2 separate regions of the Anas platyrhynchos genome follow, and region 2 is linked to region 1. Evidence: chromatin contacts called from public Hi-C data. All regions are on one chromosome and are shown on one strand. Each heading gives the region's core, a stretch centred on a gene start, on an enhancer-like site or on the middle of the called end of the contact. The rest is flanking DNA. Distances are from core to core; before and after follow the strand shown. Region 1 holds the start of ZNF451 (zinc finger protein 451). Region 2 overlaps DST (dystonin).

Region 1 (3,654 bases), core at 711-3,210:
CTTTCCCCTTGTGTTCATCAGTGACCACAGCAACCTCCTCACCCCAGGACACCAACCCTGCACAAACAAGGCTAAGCAGCCTTCCTCCCAGACAGGCCAGCCTGTCTCAAACCAGTCATCACAGGACCACAAAGCATCTGCGCTTAACACGTGCAAAAACAAGAAAAAAAAGGTAGCAGAACCGCTGATTTTATACGTTTCTTTTCTTTCAGTTGGTGTTCTCAGTTCTACAGCAGCCCTTCAATCATTGCACGCCCAAAGCTATGTTAACTTCCTCATTCTTCGCCCAGCGTTTTAAGAAAGTGAGGCTTATACAATCATGCTACACATGAACGCTTGCCCGTTTATTTAAAGAACTCTGAACTCATTAGTCAATTCTGGTAAAATTCAACCAAAAGATCAAGAAGTCTCAGAGACGGTCAAGTACTTATAGGTTTAGCAAAAACATGTGTATGCCCCTTATACCTCAGCACCTAAATACCTGTGCAGAAAGGTGTACAATGAACTTAGACTTCATCAAACACCATGAAAAACAGGAAGAAATCTACTGCCACTTACTTTTTAGCATTAAAAACAAGAGAAATCCATAGGAAGCCACCCATTTTCAGTCCCAGCATCAATAAATGGCTTATCTCTTATTTGTGTGACTTCTGCTTTAGGATAAATCATCTTTCTGTTCTTCCACATGTGCCTGCCATCCAGCACCAATTGACTGATGCTGGATTGAGGCTAGAGCACTGCCAGCATGAAAAACACCCTCTTTTCCTTGGGTATTTGACAGATATAAGTATCTTAAGGTTAGGTGTGTGTAAGGTGAACGGGTAACTGGTGCTGTAGTGTAGGTACAGGACACTGCTTCACGATTTGAGAAGACTGCTTAAGGCCTCTTACCTCGTTACCTTTGATGAGGCTGCTCATTAAGCACCCCGCCACACGACCAGCAGTGCCTGACCTTGCCGTGTACCCCCCGGCCCCCTCACACCCCACACCCACCCGCTGGGCTGCTCGGCTCTAGGTTCGCCCTGTAGGACCGACTGGCATCACCCAGCACCTTCCCAACGAAGGGGCCAAAAGCACCTTTGATATAAGCTTGTTATCTGTTTAATACAAACTTGTTATCTTAAAGCTGACACCGACGACTTCAGATGTCACAATTTTTGCTGATTTTGGTTACATTTGAAGGGCACGCATTAAGTTTTCTGCCCCAAGCCCCCGTTTGCAGGCGCGGGGTCCTACTTACTCCAACAAACTCAATCTCGTCCTCGCTTTCGGAAGCCGACGACCTCCTCTCGGAACCGGCGGCCGAGCCGTAGGGCTCCATCACCTAGGGAGACACAAACCCCAAATCCCCTCACCACCGCGGATTTCAATTTGCCAGGCCCCCCCCCCACCCCAATCCCCAAACCGCGGCCTAACCCAGGCAGCGCCCCGCTGCCGGCGTCCCCAGGGGGAGAAGCACCCGTGGGGGCTCGGCACCGCCCCGGGGGGCTCGGCATGGCCCTGGGGGGCTCGGTACCACCCCGCTCGCCCCAAAACCCACCCTGGGGCTGCTGCCCGCTGCAGCGCCGCTTCCTCTTCCCCCGGGGGCGGCGGGGAAGGGGGAGAGGCGTGGCGGCAGCGCGGCTTGCCGGGACTTGTAGTCGCCGCCCGGCTTCACCCCCGTCCCTTTCCCCTTCTCCTTCTCCATCCCCTCCCCGCTACGGTGCACGGAGCCCGGGGACCCACGCGATGGTGCCGGGACCAGGACCGGGGCCGGGGCCGGCGCCGGCCATAGCGGCGGGCGGCGGCCAGGGCGCGGAGGCGGGAGCGGGAGCAGCAGCAGGAGGAGGCTGTGGGGCGATGGCGCCCGTGCCCTGCTCCCTGCTCGCCCCCCGGACACCGTTGTCCCGGCGCCGGTAGCCGGGCGGGGAACGTTGTGGCCGCCCTGCTTGAAAGAGGCTTCGGTTCTGAGGGCGGGGTGGGGGCAAAACGTGCCCCCCCCCCCCCTCCCGGGGCTCCCTCCTCATGCCCCCTGCCCCGCCCGCGCCATGTCTCAGGGGGTGGCAGGGGGTGGAAGCTGTGTGGTAACCACCGGGCCTCGGCTCTGGTGGCTTCATGCAGGGTGGGCAAGCTTGGAAGATCTAAAAGAAACATTACTCTGGGGATCTGCGACCCCTTTTCCCTTATAATTTGAGTTTCCTGGCTGGGGAATGCACTGCGGCAGCCAGGCTGTGTGGGGGAGCAGGGTGGGCGACGGGGATGGATGTCTGTGGTGGGCTCTGCTGCTACAAAATGCTGAGGGAAAATAAACGGGCTTGTGAATGTTAATGGATGAAATGTTGATATCTTGGAGACCTGTAACTGAAAATGATGAGATCCTGAAATAAAATGACACAGCTAAGATGAATTTTATTTATTTTATTGACTTGTTTTCTTGCCTTTTATCTACTACTGCTCTCCTCCCTTCACCCCAGTTACCTTGAGCCACCCCAAGTACATATGAATTGCCTTTGCTCAACGCATTAACGCTGGGTAAATAGGAACATGTAATGACACAGTTGCATGCCTACATGAAAGACCTAAATGCACACAAAGCACGTCACTATTCCTCCTTACTAAATTTTGTATACCTGAGGAAGATTTGAGGACAGTATGTTAAGTTTTGGTGATCTGGAAGCTTTGTGAAAGAAATAACGCATCACAGGGCACTTAAAGTCAGCATTAATTTAGTGCACTTTTCTTGTAAGCAAGTTACTGTACTGTAAGTTTTAAGCCCCATTTCATGTGTGAATGAAAACAGCTCTCTGGTAGATATACTGAGATGCTGAATGGCAAAAACCAACCAACCAACCACCACAATGACTGAAATATTTTTATATACATTTTCTGTTGTGTAAACTCAGAATTAGCCCCTTCAGTGAGATGTAATTCTTGTTTCTTTTTTACTGTTTGACTACTAATTAAAATAGACTAGGTAACAAATTTCTACAACTTCATCACTATTGAGGTGCATAAACAAAACTAAACTACTGCTTAGAAAATTCAAGTCCTTGTTGATGCCTAAAATTTCATATTTTGCATTTTAACTTATATGTGCTAACAGAACGTTGATAGCAGCTGTTCTGTTTGTAGCTTGTATTTGCACTTAGTTACTTGTTATTCTTGAAGGTAGATAATCTGATGTGCAATAATATTGGGTTAATAGAACAAGGTGGCATTGTTTTTTGAAACTGCTCCTCTATGAAAATGACACTGAATAGGAAATTTTCAGCAGTAACTCAAGTAAATGAAGCATGTTTGCTATTGCAGTGACCCATCCAAACATCCTCCGGCTACACAAACAATTATGGAAAAAAAAAAAAAGAATAGCAAGAGGATTGATACATGTAATCATGTCAGCATTGACAGTATGCTGATGAAACTCTGAACTCCAAAATAACAGTATTTTAGGTAATGCCTGGGAAAGTACAGACTTCTTAGGTTGTGGGGAAAGTTTTAGACAGTTCTTATGCAGACTCAGTTTCATGCAGAAGAGAAAAAATGCAGCCTGCAGCCTTTTTGGCTGGTAGAACAACTGCAATGCAGATTCACCATCTCACTTTTCATGAGTTGTTTTTTTTTTTTTTTTTTTTTTTTCTTTTTTTTTTCTTTTTTTTTTTTTTCTCTCCAAAGGTA
Region 2 (3,654 bases), core at 561-3,060, 130 kb after region 1:
GGTAGGGCTTTGTATCTGAGCTGTGCATTTAATTAACTTCACTTCCCCGAGCGAACAAAGTGGTACTTGAAAAGCCTTTCCCAGGCTGTGTAGCCTGAAAGGCCTCTGTTGGCTCTGTCGTATTGTAATTCTTGATGATGCCTGGGGATAACACTGGTTTTTAATAAAGGCTTGTCAGCAAAACTTCAGTTCCTCAAAAACAGGAATCAGATTTGATTCGACTGCTGCCAGTTCTGAAAACTGTAAGGAGAGGCCTGGTTTGGCTTGTTCTCTGCACCATCGCTTCAGCTTACCTGTGGCATAGATAAGAAAAATCCCAATATTTGAAGAAAGATACGTGATTACGATCGTCTGCTTTCTTCAGCCTGTACAAACTGGAACGGTTGCAAGAGTGTGAGCACAAAGCTTGCCTTGGCTCCAAGGCCTGCGGCCCCAGGGTCGTGCAGTTGCCTCACTTCCTTGAGGGAGTTCCTGGCTGCCTCTGGCACATGGGAGTAGCTGCTGGCTGTTCCTGCCTTATCTGATCATATGCTCACTCTGGCCTCTTTTGCCTTCTCCTCAGTATTCTGCAACACATTATTTCCTTTCCTTCCTCTGCTGTTTCAGTTGAGAACGCAATCCCTTGCATTTTAGGCACTGGGCTGGAGCATGCTGTGCCGTAGCACCAGTGTCTGTGAGGTGTCTCCGTGCTGGGTGTGCATCCACTGTATGCACAGAAAGGGCCACAACACTATTTTCCTGCCAGATTTTCTTCTGAAGCAGAAAAAGGGGCGAGATTGTTTTCATAGAGTTTTAGCAGGGCATGTTCTTTCCTTCCTTTCAACACCAAGCAGTTTTTGCTTGCAGATGCAGCAGGGACAGACTTTCCCATATCATCCATACAGGCATACACAACCAGATTTTGTCCAATATCAGTACAACACAACTAAACTGTCAAGAAAAAAAGAAGTGGGTTAGTTTCATCTCACTTTTCTTTTGTAGAGTTATGGTCAGATTCGCTACCTGGCTGTGGCTCTGTGAAGTGCATCAGTGAAAGAGGTTTTAGATGACTTCACTGCCAAGTCACAGCCTGTAGCATGTGTGATTCATGTGGAAGATAGCTTGTTCTTTGCCATGGCCTGTGGCAAAACCAGAGGTCAGTTTGTGCAGATTCAGTTCAGGTGTGTAGTTACCTAGGGCCGTTGAGATGTGTTAGGGAATTCAGGACAGGTTTGTGAGAGGCTGACAGGACGGACTTCAGCAAACCTGCATCCTCCTGGAGAAGAAGCCTTGGGGCAAGTGGCATAACCCTCAGCACATGAAATGGTCTTAGGTGTGTGCCCATGCAGCTGAATCAAGGCTTCGTTTTGTGTCACTGGAAATGAGACCCAGGCAGGCTGAAGGCGATGGTGTCAGGTTTGTTGTGACACCGGCCTACAGAAAAGGAAATCAAGCCCTGTGGCTCAGGGCCTTTGACTGCAGAAGGGGAACTGTACACGAGGTTGTAACTGATAACAACTCGATTACAGGGTCAACCAAATGCGTCAGCTGAACAGTATGATGAAGCTATGTGAGTTATGCAGGGTATTAATTTGCTAGATTTCAGAGGCAGCGACATCTTTACGGTCTCCATTTGTAGAGTGCCTAAAGTGCTGGGATCTGGGGCAGGATTACAGCTCCGCGTCTGCTACAATTTTAAAAGCAGTTTTTATTAGTGGCAGCGCAGGTTCCTCAATGCAGGGCTTAAGTTTACTGGGAATGTATGATATGAAAAATATCTCATGCTCATATTGAGGGGGGTGGAGCTTTACTTGACACAAACATTGTAGTATGCATGCCAGAAGAAGAAGATCAGAAGATGAATCATCTCTGAAACAGTACCTTAAATCTTCCCTGTCTGCTTTTGACTGATGAAGCCATTTTGCTTCTGGTTTGTCATATGCCCCATAGCCACTAAATACCTCCCACATCTTCCTTAAAGAATCTCTTGTCATGCCCAAATTATCCGGTCTCCCACACTCACATGGGTATATTGCAAAAAGCTGCCTGAGGCAGCATGTAACCTACTTTGCACGTGGACCTTGCAGAGTGTAGGGCTGACAATTCTGCTGTTTTATTGAAAAGCCACAAGAAGTCTTAATGAAATGCACGGGGGGTCTGCAAATCCTGTGGGTCCATCCAGGAGCTCCCACCTGAATGCTGTGGTACGACACGATTTGAAGGAGTCTTGGATGTGTTAGGAAAACAGCAGTGAAACAATACTTAGTTTTGTGTGTTTAAAGATCTAAGAATTCATTATATGTGTTGAGAGGCAAAACCTGCCTGAGTGATGATTGAGAGGTTTTTTGAGCTTTTCCTCAAGTGGCAATATAGGATCTCCTGAGAAGCACAAGGTGTTCCTTCGAGATGTGGCCTCCTGCGTTGAGTGAACACACTTGCCCAAAATACATCAATTGCCCAAATACATCTTTTTAGGTGCACATCTGCTGCTCAGGGCATTGGAACAAATTCCTTATTATGTTATCCTGTGCTAGCATGTCACAGTCGTATGTCCTAATCAATTAATCTTCTCAATAACTGTCAGTCAATGGCAGAACTAAGAAAGAAGTCTAAGGCATATATTGCTGTTTTTCCTGTTGTGAAACCTCTATGGCACTTTCTTCATAAACAGTATGGATTTATCTCTGAAACATCTGTGATTTCTAGAAAGATGAATTGGGGAAAATGTTTGGTTCTGAAATACTTTGGAAACCTCAGAGTATAAGAAACAAACAGAAAGTAAACAAATGTGCATTGTGAGAGACAGGCCAGAGGATAAATAATCTTTAAGGCACAAAATTAAACTGCATCTAATGAGGAAACAAAATGGACAGATTAGAAACTGTTAAATTTTGTTGTCTCACAATTCTGCACATTGCTATTGTCAGGAATTTTGTGTTGAAAAGGGTGGATATGCCGACTTGCATGCCTGTGACTCTTCAGCAGCGCTGGTCTGGTGTCTTTTAGATGTATGTCCCTTTCCTCTGTCCTCAACCTGATGTCCTCCCTTGTCTTTAGTCACCAGCCTGCACTGTGGCTCCAGTCTGGCTTGGGATTCAGTTCTCCTAAGGGAGCTGGAGAGTGACACGTCCTGGCCAGAGGGGCAGGGAGGAGGGGGACCCTCTCACAGGGTTTTATTGTAGAAAAATTGCCTGCTTTTGTGGGAAAGCCTTTAGCACACAGTTTTCCGTGGTTCTTTGAATGGAAACATAAAAAGGCACAGTTGTTTTGGGTTCAAAAATGAAGACCCTTGTGCTTTTAATTTTTTCAGCATTTAGCATAATGAAATCTAGTATCAGGGGTTTTAATGTTGTCTTTGAGGCTTTCCTTTTTTTTTTTTCTTTTTTTTTCTTTTTCTGCCACATATATACTGGGAGAACATTTGTTTCTTTGTTTAGCTTAACAGCAGTTCATATTCCCAGAGATTTTTCCTGTGTCATTTTTTTTAAATTAACTGCACATTGGATTTTTAATCACAGTTGGGATTAAAATTAAATTACATTTTATATGCATGTGAGCGTATAAAGCTATGTATATATATAAGAGTGATGTTGTGCATGTACCTTGATTGCATCTGCAGAATCTTTATAAACGGTTTGGAAAATATTATCTGTTGTAATTCCTTACGGAACAATC

Evidence for each region. A called contact is a pair of places that touch in the nucleus more often than the background predicts.
Region 2: a contact with region 1 is called in a Hi-C map of skeletal muscle, with 2.0 times the contacts expected there. The contact joins the enhancer-like site here to the promoter of ZNF451 in region 1. A contact is called at or near these places in 3 of 8 Hi-C or Micro-C datasets (skeletal muscle and subcutaneous adipose tissue).

The regions. Positions count from the first base shown.
Region 1 is chr3:94,657,875-94,661,528 of IASCAAS_PekinDuck_T2T, forward strand. It overlaps ZNF451 (zinc finger protein 451), which reads right to left and starts at 1,961. Exons shown (of 16, transcript XM_072036325.1): 1 at 1,726-1,961; 2 at 1,241-1,324. The coding sequence starts at 1,321.
Region 2 is chr3:94,791,596-94,795,249 of IASCAAS_PekinDuck_T2T, forward strand. All of the region lies in intron 5 of DST (dystonin), which reads left to right. Among named protein-coding and RNA genes, the nearest start is that of DST, 110 kb to the left of the region's middle. Within about 2 kb of position 1,811, at least 8 of the 8 cell types and tissues checked have an H3K27ac peak or open chromatin away from gene starts, as enhancers often do. A contact at or near this core is called in subcutaneous adipose tissue, where this site is marked.